2 separate regions of the Zea mays genome follow, and region 1 is linked to region 2. Evidence: chromatin contacts called from public Hi-C data. All regions are on one chromosome and are shown on one strand. The core of a region is the stretch at or near the end of the contact, and the rest is flanking DNA. Distances in the headings are between cores, read along the strand shown. Region 1 holds the start of LOC100281946 (phytosulfokine receptor). Region 2 holds the start of LOC100274448 (putative serine peptidase S28 family protein).

Region 1 (4,334 bases), core at 202-2,701, 210 kb before region 2:
ACCCGTGACGCGCCCGCGGCCGGGTGCCGTATGCCGCCCGTAGTAGCCGGCCGGCTCGCATTTGAGGCGTCGTCGGCGCGGCAGCTGGAGAGCGGTACGATCTGGCGAGAGGTCCTCTGGGCTCCGACCTGGCCGTCACGGGACTGTCTCTGTGTGCATGCACCGCGCGCCGGCCGCACCGGTCCAGCTGGTGCGGTTGCGTTGCGCGGCCACGGGTTCAAACCAAAGCAGAGGTTCGGTTGCAAGACACGCATCTGACTGACACACCCCCGCCCGAAACAAAGGGGTTCGGTCCGGAAGACATTAACACAGACAGGATAGAGGATAGGAAAGGAAAAAAGGGCGGTCAAACACGAACGGTACAGGCAGCATCGTCAACAGTCAACACTCGTTTTGTTGGAGCCAGAAACCGCGGCCAAAGTGGCACGTACACGTAGTAGTGCCACGCAGGACAACCCTACCCTACCCAATGGGTAGGTAGAGGAGCCTTCTCGGCTAGCAAAGGAAAAGAGACCCGCCTGCTTTGTCTCGTCTCGTCCAAGAGATCGACAAACATAAAAAAAAGAAAACTGAAAATGCTGATGATGCCGGCAGGACGAGGATGGGGGGCATGGCCCGCATGGGAGGGACACTGCCCAGCCCTCGTGGTGAAAGCTGAAAGCGAGGTCAGCAGCAGACAGCAGGCCAGGCAAGTTGATTCTGATTACTACACCAGTTCACCACACTGGGAGTGGGGGAGCTCGCAGTAGCTGGTTGCTTTCGAGTGCTAAACAACAAGTACGTCCTCCCCTACTGATGGAGTGGGGAATATGTATATGCTCCCTCGCTGTCCCTTTGCACTGAAGTTAAAACAAGTTGTGAGTGGTGACAAACACGACGTGTGGACGTTACTGGACATACGCCTGGACCGATCAGGGGCTTGTACGTACATGCCCTTGCCGCGGTCCTATCTATTCTAAGCCTATGCCAGTATGCCTTCACTCGCTCAGTGCTGTTCTTGTTTCACGCAGCTCAATTGAGCTGACAGGTCAAGAGGGGGGGAGGGCGAGACTGTGGCGAAACGCCAATATGGCCGAGCAAGAAGCCAAGATAGACAGACTGACGTACATGCATGTACCGCTACCGAACAAACAGGGCACACACAACACCACCGTACGACCTCGCAGTCGGCTGTCGGCCTCGTCTCATATTCTTCTTCTCCCGTCTAGTCTCCCTCCCGGTCCGTCCTATTCCAATTCCATAACCACCGCACATGGCCGCCTCACACTCCCGAGCGGGCCCCTTGCTGCCAGTGTCTCTCCCTCCTGCTCCCCCGAACGAAAGCGCCCAGCACCAGCAGCTCAACTGTTCTGCACTGCACACAGCGTTGCCATTGCCATACCAGACCAGAGACAGAGACCCTTAAAAAGAGAGAGACAGAGAGAGAGAGAGGAGCCAGCTCCGTCTCTCTCGCGCTCGCTCCTGGTCTCGTGGCCTTGTTGTTCCGTGCCCAATTCCAGTTCCAGGGGTATAGGAGCAGGATCTCCTCTCGCGAACAACCCAGTAAACAACTCCGCACAGCATGAGGCCACCGCCACCTCCATTGCCGTCCCTGCGCTCTTCCGTCTTGGTCCTCGTCCTGCTGCCGCTGCTGGCCGCGTGCTCGTCCCCGGCCAGTGGGAGGGCCGTGCCGTTGTCTCCTGGGACCGCCTCCGTTGCTCCCGCGCCGCCTCCCGTCGGTAGGTTATCGGTGGTGTCAGGGAACAGACGTTTCTGGTTTCTTGGTTCTATTTTTTCTTTTTTTCTTTTTTGGGGGAGAGCAGCTCCAGTGGAAGCCGCTGTCTGTCTCTTCTGAAAATGGCCAAAAAGAGCATTGCATTGGTTCTACTATCCACAGCCCGTTTTCTTTCGCAGTTTGCTCAAGGAAATTTACTGGAGAAATGTTCTTTCCACGAAAACAAAAAAAAAGGGTTGCAGTTTGGGATCTTGCGCTTCGTTAAAATTAGAGATAGACGACAGAGGACCGTCGCGGGAAATTATCCGCGTTTAATTGGTGTGGTGCACCAAGTCTGCTATTCCGTTCCGCTTGACGGTTTCAGTTGAAAAATCTGTTTTTTTTCCCACGCACAAAAGCAGTAACCGTGTGGTGTGGACTGTGGAGTCAGCTGGGAATTGTCGTCTCCTGACGAGCCCGTTTCCCCTCTGCAGTGATCATAGTGGAGCGGCGCAATCGTTTCCACCGGGAGCTAGTCGTCGCCTCCGCCCTCGCCTCCATCGCCATCGCCGCGATTATCCTTTCCGCGCTGTACGCGTGGGTCCTGTGGCGGCGGTCTCGCCGGCTGCCCCGCGGCAATAAGGGCGCCAGGAGCGCAGGTCTCTTGGCTCTACTTCTCTCTGGACTGCGCATCGCATCGCATCGGCTGGCCGCTGGCTCTCAACTCAATTGCTCATGGCCCGCTCACCTACGTACGTACGTTGCGCGCAGACACCGCGAGGGGGATCATGCTGGCGCCGATCCTCAGCAAGTTCAACTCGCTCAAGACGAGCAGGAAGGGGGTTGTGGCGATGGCGATGATCGAGTACCCGTCGCTGGAGGCGGCGACAGGGAAGTTCAGCGCGAGCAACGTGCTCGGTGTCGGCGGCTTCGGTTGCGTCTACAAGGCAGTTTTCGATGGCGGTGTCGCCGCGGCGGTCAAGAGGCTGGAAGCAGGCGGCCCTGAATGCGAGAAGGAATTCGAGGTGAGTGTCAGTCAATTCTTCTCCATTGGCCATTGCCGACGAGGGGGGGGGGGGGGGGGGGGGGGGGATTATTTGTTCTTGTCCCTGACTACTTCGGCTGTGGTTGTTGGCAGAATGAGCTGGATTTGCTCGGCAGGATTCGGCACCCCAACATTGTGACCCTGCTGGGCTTTTGTGTTCACGAGGGGAATCACTACATTGTTTATGAGCTCATGCACAAGGGATCCCTGGACACACAGCTGCATGGTATGGTAGTTGGTAGCCTCCTATATGGTTCCTCTTGTTTTGCTTATGGATGCAGCTCTTTCTTGAGATCTTCATACTGGGACCTTTTCATGTGTGGCTGGCTGTCTTCAGGGGCTTCACGTGGATCAGCCCTGAGCTGGCATGTCCGGATGAAGATCGCACTCGACATGGCCAGGTTCTTATGATCTTATCCCTGCACTTTCCTTCAAATGAGTGAATGGGCGACGAATTTTAAATTGAAGTGCTGATGATTGGCCCGGCCGGCTAGTAGTTTATATTTTATAACATGCATTGGTAACTTAAACTGGACAGGGGGTTAGAGTATCTCCATGAGCACTGCAGTCCACCAGTGATCCATAGGGATCTGAAGTCATCTAACATACTTTTAGATTCTGACTTCAATGCTAAGGTACAATTCCCTTTTTTCCCCCCCTTTAAGGACAGATTGCTATTCATATTGTCTTCTTTTGACGGTGTTGGAGATCAGCTGAATTCGTGAAGTTCGTATCTTTTTGCTCACATGTGCAGATTTCAGATTTTGGTCTTGCAGTGACCAGTGGGAATATTGACAAGGGAAGCATGAAGCTTTCTGGGACTTTAGGTTACGTGGCTCCAGAGTACCTATTAGATGGTATTTGTGTCAGCTTAACTGTCAACTTCGACTCACATGCATAAACAACTTAATTATTGACAGTGCAGGGATAATAAGGTCATAAGAACATGGGTAACTTTTAGCCATTGCGTCGATTTCAGGGAAGCTGACTGAAAAAAGCGATGTATACGCATTTGGAGTGGTGCTTCTTGAGCTACTAATGGGAAGGAAGCCTGTCGAGAAGATGAGTCAAACTCAGTGCCAATCAATTGTGACATGGGTACGGTACAAAAAAAATACACTAAACCTAGAATATCTCTAATTGCCACAATTTGGAACTTTAGTGATGAACAATTGTCAACTCCCATTCACAATTTGGAATTTTATTTTATCATATACTGGAATACATCGGCTTCATCATCAGTGCTAACAATTAAGGAGTCAATGCAATTTCTTTGTGTGCTGAAAAAATCATAAACAGGCCATGCCGCAGCTGACTGAAAGAACGAAACTCCCCAACATAGTTGACCCAGTGATCAGGGACACGATGGACCCAAAGCATCTGTACCAAGTACTGTCTCGATAGCCTGTTAATGATCTTTTACTTCATATGAATTTATCCTTCCAACCATCCTTGATTGCTATTCTGTACCTCTGCAGGTGGCAGCAGTGGCGGTTCTCTGTGTGCAACCAGAACCAAGTTACAGGCCGCTGATTACTGATGTTCTCCACTCCCTTGTCCCTTTAGTGCCCGTGGAGCTCGGAGGGACGTTGAGGG
Region 2 (4,076 bases), core at 803-3,302:
TAAAGGCACAGGTTAAGTATGGCAGTCGAGGTTATAATAACACACTGAACTGTCACTGTCAGTCTTGGCTCGTGAGGACCTGGTCCAGCTGCATTGCATTATTTGCATGTACTACCATTTCAATCATAGAATTAGTTTTGCTGTTCGTGAGCAGTGCAGGGACAAGTGAGGAGGAAGGTGTCAAATTGCAGGTGCAGCTAACCAACTGAAAACGCTGAGCGCTCACTGGTCCTCCAGACCCCTGAAAGACATGCTAACCGATGTGTCCTTACTACATGATATTGGTTCAGAGCCCACACCGGCAAGCAGAGCTGGGCAACACAGGTCAGAAGCTGTGGGGTTTGGAAGCTGCCACTGATGACACTGAAGTGCTCCATAATTTTGTTACCTTGAAGTCCTGCGAGACGGCGTCGTAGAAGCTGCTCCACGGCGTTATGTGGTCGAACTGCAGGATCGGCGCGGAGGAAGCTAGGGCACCAATGGCGACGTGGGGGTACTTGAGCCTGAACCAGGAAGCCAGCACTGCAAACGAAAACAACGAGCATGAAGCATCATCAGTGGAGCACACAACCTGCTGCTTGTCATGTTCCCCTTGTAGTCGTACAACTGTACAAGCAGCACATGCTCGACGGCCGACGACTTACTTCCGCCGTAGGAGCCGCCGAAGACGACGACGGGAGCGGCCTCGGCGCCGAGGTCCCGCTTCAGGCCCCTGATGACGACGGCGAAGTCGGCCAGCGCCTGCGTGGACGTGAGGTAGCCCAGCGTCTCGGCCGACCTGTACGAGTCGTTCCCGAACGGCTTCGACTCCCCGTAGAACCGGTGCTGTTCGTCGGTGGCAGACAGGCAATGGAAGAAAGAAACGGTTTCGTCAGTGGTGGCAGAGCCAGAGGCAAGCGCGCGCGCGGTAGGTTTCAGACAAGCTGGGAAACTAGTGGTCGAGTGATGCAGCTAGCTGTGATTTTTCACCCTTTCTTTTTCTGCGACGTTTCTTTCTTTCCTCTCCTCTTCTTCCAGCTAGCTCCTTGTATATGCGATGCGAGTTTGCGACAAAGCAACGTCAGCGTCAGCAAAGAACATGTCGGTCAGTGATACCGACAGCGAAACGTTAGTCTTGGGTAGATGTGGAGCAGAAGATTTTTTTTTCCCCCGTTGGTTTGACTTGTGTTAGTATCTTGATAGCATTCAGAGTTTCAGACATCATTGGACCGGCAGCTCAAAACGCTCGCGAAGAAAATTGCATGCCCATGGTGGCTAATTCATCTAAGATTACGCGAGTTTCTATGCTACGGTCTCTTCTGGTAGGAGGTATATATAGGATTCTTCTCCTCCGGCTCCCGTGGAGTGGAGGAGCCGGCCGCTCCAGCTCATCCGGAGTAAGCAAGCAACCACGATTACTTACTTACTGGTATATATATACGTACCTCGATGAAGACGAGGAGGGCGCCGAACGTGGGCGCGATGTCGAACATGAACCCGGTGTTGGTGGCGAACCACTCGATGTCGCCCTCGTTGCCCGTGTACACGAACAGCGGGCCGGGGCCGTCGTCGCCGGCGCCGGCGCCGGGCCGGCGCCAGAAGGTGTCGTTGAGGAGGTACTTGTGGCGGAAGACCGTGGACGCGTTGGGCGTGAAGGCGAAGTGGTCGAGCAGCTGCGGGAAGTAGTGCGCCGTGAAGGGCTTGGTCGACGCGTTGGCGGGCCCGGCGACGAGCTCGGCGCTGCTGCTGCTCGGGCGCCGCAGCTGGTGGCGCTTCAGCAGCGGCGGCGTGAAGGCAGGCCGTGGGTTGGAGTTGGAGGACGGGCGCGCTGCTGAGTCGGCTGGGAGCGAGTAGGCCGCGAGGAGGAGCACGAGCAGGAGAGGCAGGAGGAGGGAGCGGGCCGGCGGTGGACCGGCTGACGAGGGCCGGGCATCTGGCGCCGCCATTCTCTCTGTCTGTCTCTCTGTCGTCACTCTTGGTGGTGGAAGGGGAGGCGGGAGGAAGGCGCACGGGCGGGTCAGTCAGACGAATATGCGTCGTTAAATTTCTGACGACGATTTTTGTCTCGGTGGCAGACACTGAGACACGACACGAGCCAAGTTTGGTCTTTGGTGTGGCAACTAGCTTTGTTTGCGGACGGACGGTCTTATGCACGAAAACGGCTGTCAACCGCCGCCTTCAAATCGAAATGATTCCATGCGTATGTATGTAGGTATGCTTTGCGCCTTGCTTTTTCTAAAAGGGTTTAGGGTGTAGCACTACCACAGAACCAAAGTGCTCCAGCATGGCGCGGCGTCCGCGGAGCCATGGGCAGAGGATTGGCCCACACCACCGCTGCCAATGATCCCGACCTCTCATCTATAACAGCAAAAGGGCACAAAGGCTTAGAACAGCGACGCACGAACTGCTCAGCTCAAAGATGATACTCCGACCGAAATCCAAAACCCGCAATATGTTTCTGACATGGTCCTCTCCGTATACATTTGAATAATCAATCCCCGTTTCATGTGAAGACATACAAGACATCCAGACAGACAGGCCGGCTAGCGCTCACACCGCTGCCTGCTGTTGTCGGATACGCACGCTCGTCAGAGCAGCAGCAGCAGCAGCTCCGTCCTCGACTCCCTGTGCCTGGCTCTGCTGCTGGCCTGCAGCCGGCCACCACGTTGTGGCACAGTTCTGGCCACTGACAGTTGACGCACCAGCAGCTGCAGCTGCATCCACCGTCTGAAGGGGTGAAAGGGGGCTCCGGTTGCTGCTGAATCACCAGCGGAGCTGCAAGTTATTACAGTACAAGAGTGTTTAAAAAGTTCTACAGTTTCTCAACCTGTCAACCTGATGATGCATGCGTGCGTCACAAGTGAAATAACTGGATTGGCTTTTTCCCCTTCTAGCTTGTCACCTTCATTTTTTTTCCATAGAACAGATTGTTAACTTGACTGCAACTAGGGGTGGTAATGGGCTCTAGATTTTACACTATACATTTCAAGGATCGAATCGGATTATGATCGGACACTATTCCTATTAATTTTTGAACTAAAATTAATTAAGGGTCATAACTTATTGTGAAGAAATATTTGAATCGTGATCCATTACCACCCCTAACTGAAAACTGCAGTACAGCAATAGTAGCACCTTTAATTATCCTGATGACGTTTGCTGCCAAACCACGTTAGGGAGCGCGGCACATTGTTTCCAGTTTGGGCTGGGCCCAACTCCGAGCGTTCGGGAAACAGTAACCCAGTTCTCAAGCCTTTGAAAGATTCTGGCGTACGATGCCAAATCGTCACGCGATTGAGGCCCGCCCGGCCCGCTGTCGTGTTTGCCGAGGCCGCCTGCTGCTGGCGCTTGCAGCTGGCAACAGGAGGTGATTCAGATGTTTTACTCGTGGGGCTCGGTGCCTGCCACGCGACGGGAAAACACAGGTGCCAGCAATCGCCAACGGAGATGGATTTGTGCTGGCCATCTAGCGCCACAAAATTGCTGCTACTAGAGTAAAAGGACATATGGATATAAAAAGGTGTTTGGTTCGAGAAATAAACTAGTTTATTATCTTCTCGTTGTTTACCTTTTTGTTTGTTGGTTTTATTATAGAATAAAATGAGTTCATTCATCACCACCTCGTTCTGAATAGTTAGTTAGTCGGTTCTAGCATTAGAAATGGGACCATTGCAACAAATTTGATAGATTGATTCGTAATACACCATCTCATTTTGAAAAATGGAGTGGTTTCTCAAACCAAACCAAACACATCGTTTTTAGTAGATCTAGAAACCTGATCCCCAGCGAAGTCGCCAAAAAAATGTGTTGGCGTCGATCTAGGAGTCAAATACTGCAACGAACCACTTGACGGTGCTCTCTGCAAAGGCACGAATGGCCCGCAGCATAGAGCCGGATGGTCGACGATACTTTTGGTGAGATCTCAATGGTAGAGGTTCAATCTGACGTATCACTTCGTATACAACATATCGGTTTTAAAGGTTAATCTCGTAGGTTTAGCTAATAAATCTTATAAAAAATCCGAAACACTAACTGACTTTATACACACGCTAACGGTACACGTGGATAGTGCGCGGATAGTGCGGACTCAAGATCTG

Evidence for each region. A called contact is a pair of places that touch in the nucleus more often than the background predicts.
Region 1: a Hi-C map of leaf shows a contact between it and region 2, with 3 times the contacts expected there. The contact joins the promoter of LOC100281946 here to the promoter of LOC100274448 in region 2. A contact is called at or near these places in 8 of 25 Hi-C or Micro-C datasets (bundle sheath, ear, endosperm and 3 more).

The regions. Positions count from the first base shown.
Region 1 is chr6:106,438,867-106,443,200 of Zm-B73-REFERENCE-NAM-5.0, reverse strand. It overlaps LOC100281946 (phytosulfokine receptor), which reads left to right and starts at 1,451. Exons shown (of 10, transcript NM_001371803.1): 1 at 1,451-1,718; 2 at 2,188-2,352; 3 at 2,465-2,718; 4 at 2,832-2,964; 5 at 3,076-3,139; 6 at 3,277-3,373; 7 at 3,493-3,595; 8 at 3,718-3,836; 9 at 4,038-4,127; 10 at 4,217-4,334. The coding sequence starts at 1,562.
Region 2 is chr6:106,227,828-106,231,903 of Zm-B73-REFERENCE-NAM-5.0, reverse strand. LOC100274448 (putative serine peptidase S28 family protein) reads right to left here and starts at 2,052. Exons shown (of 10, transcript NM_001148807.1): 1 at 1,425-2,052; 2 at 645-825; 3 at 389-522. The coding sequence starts at 1,925.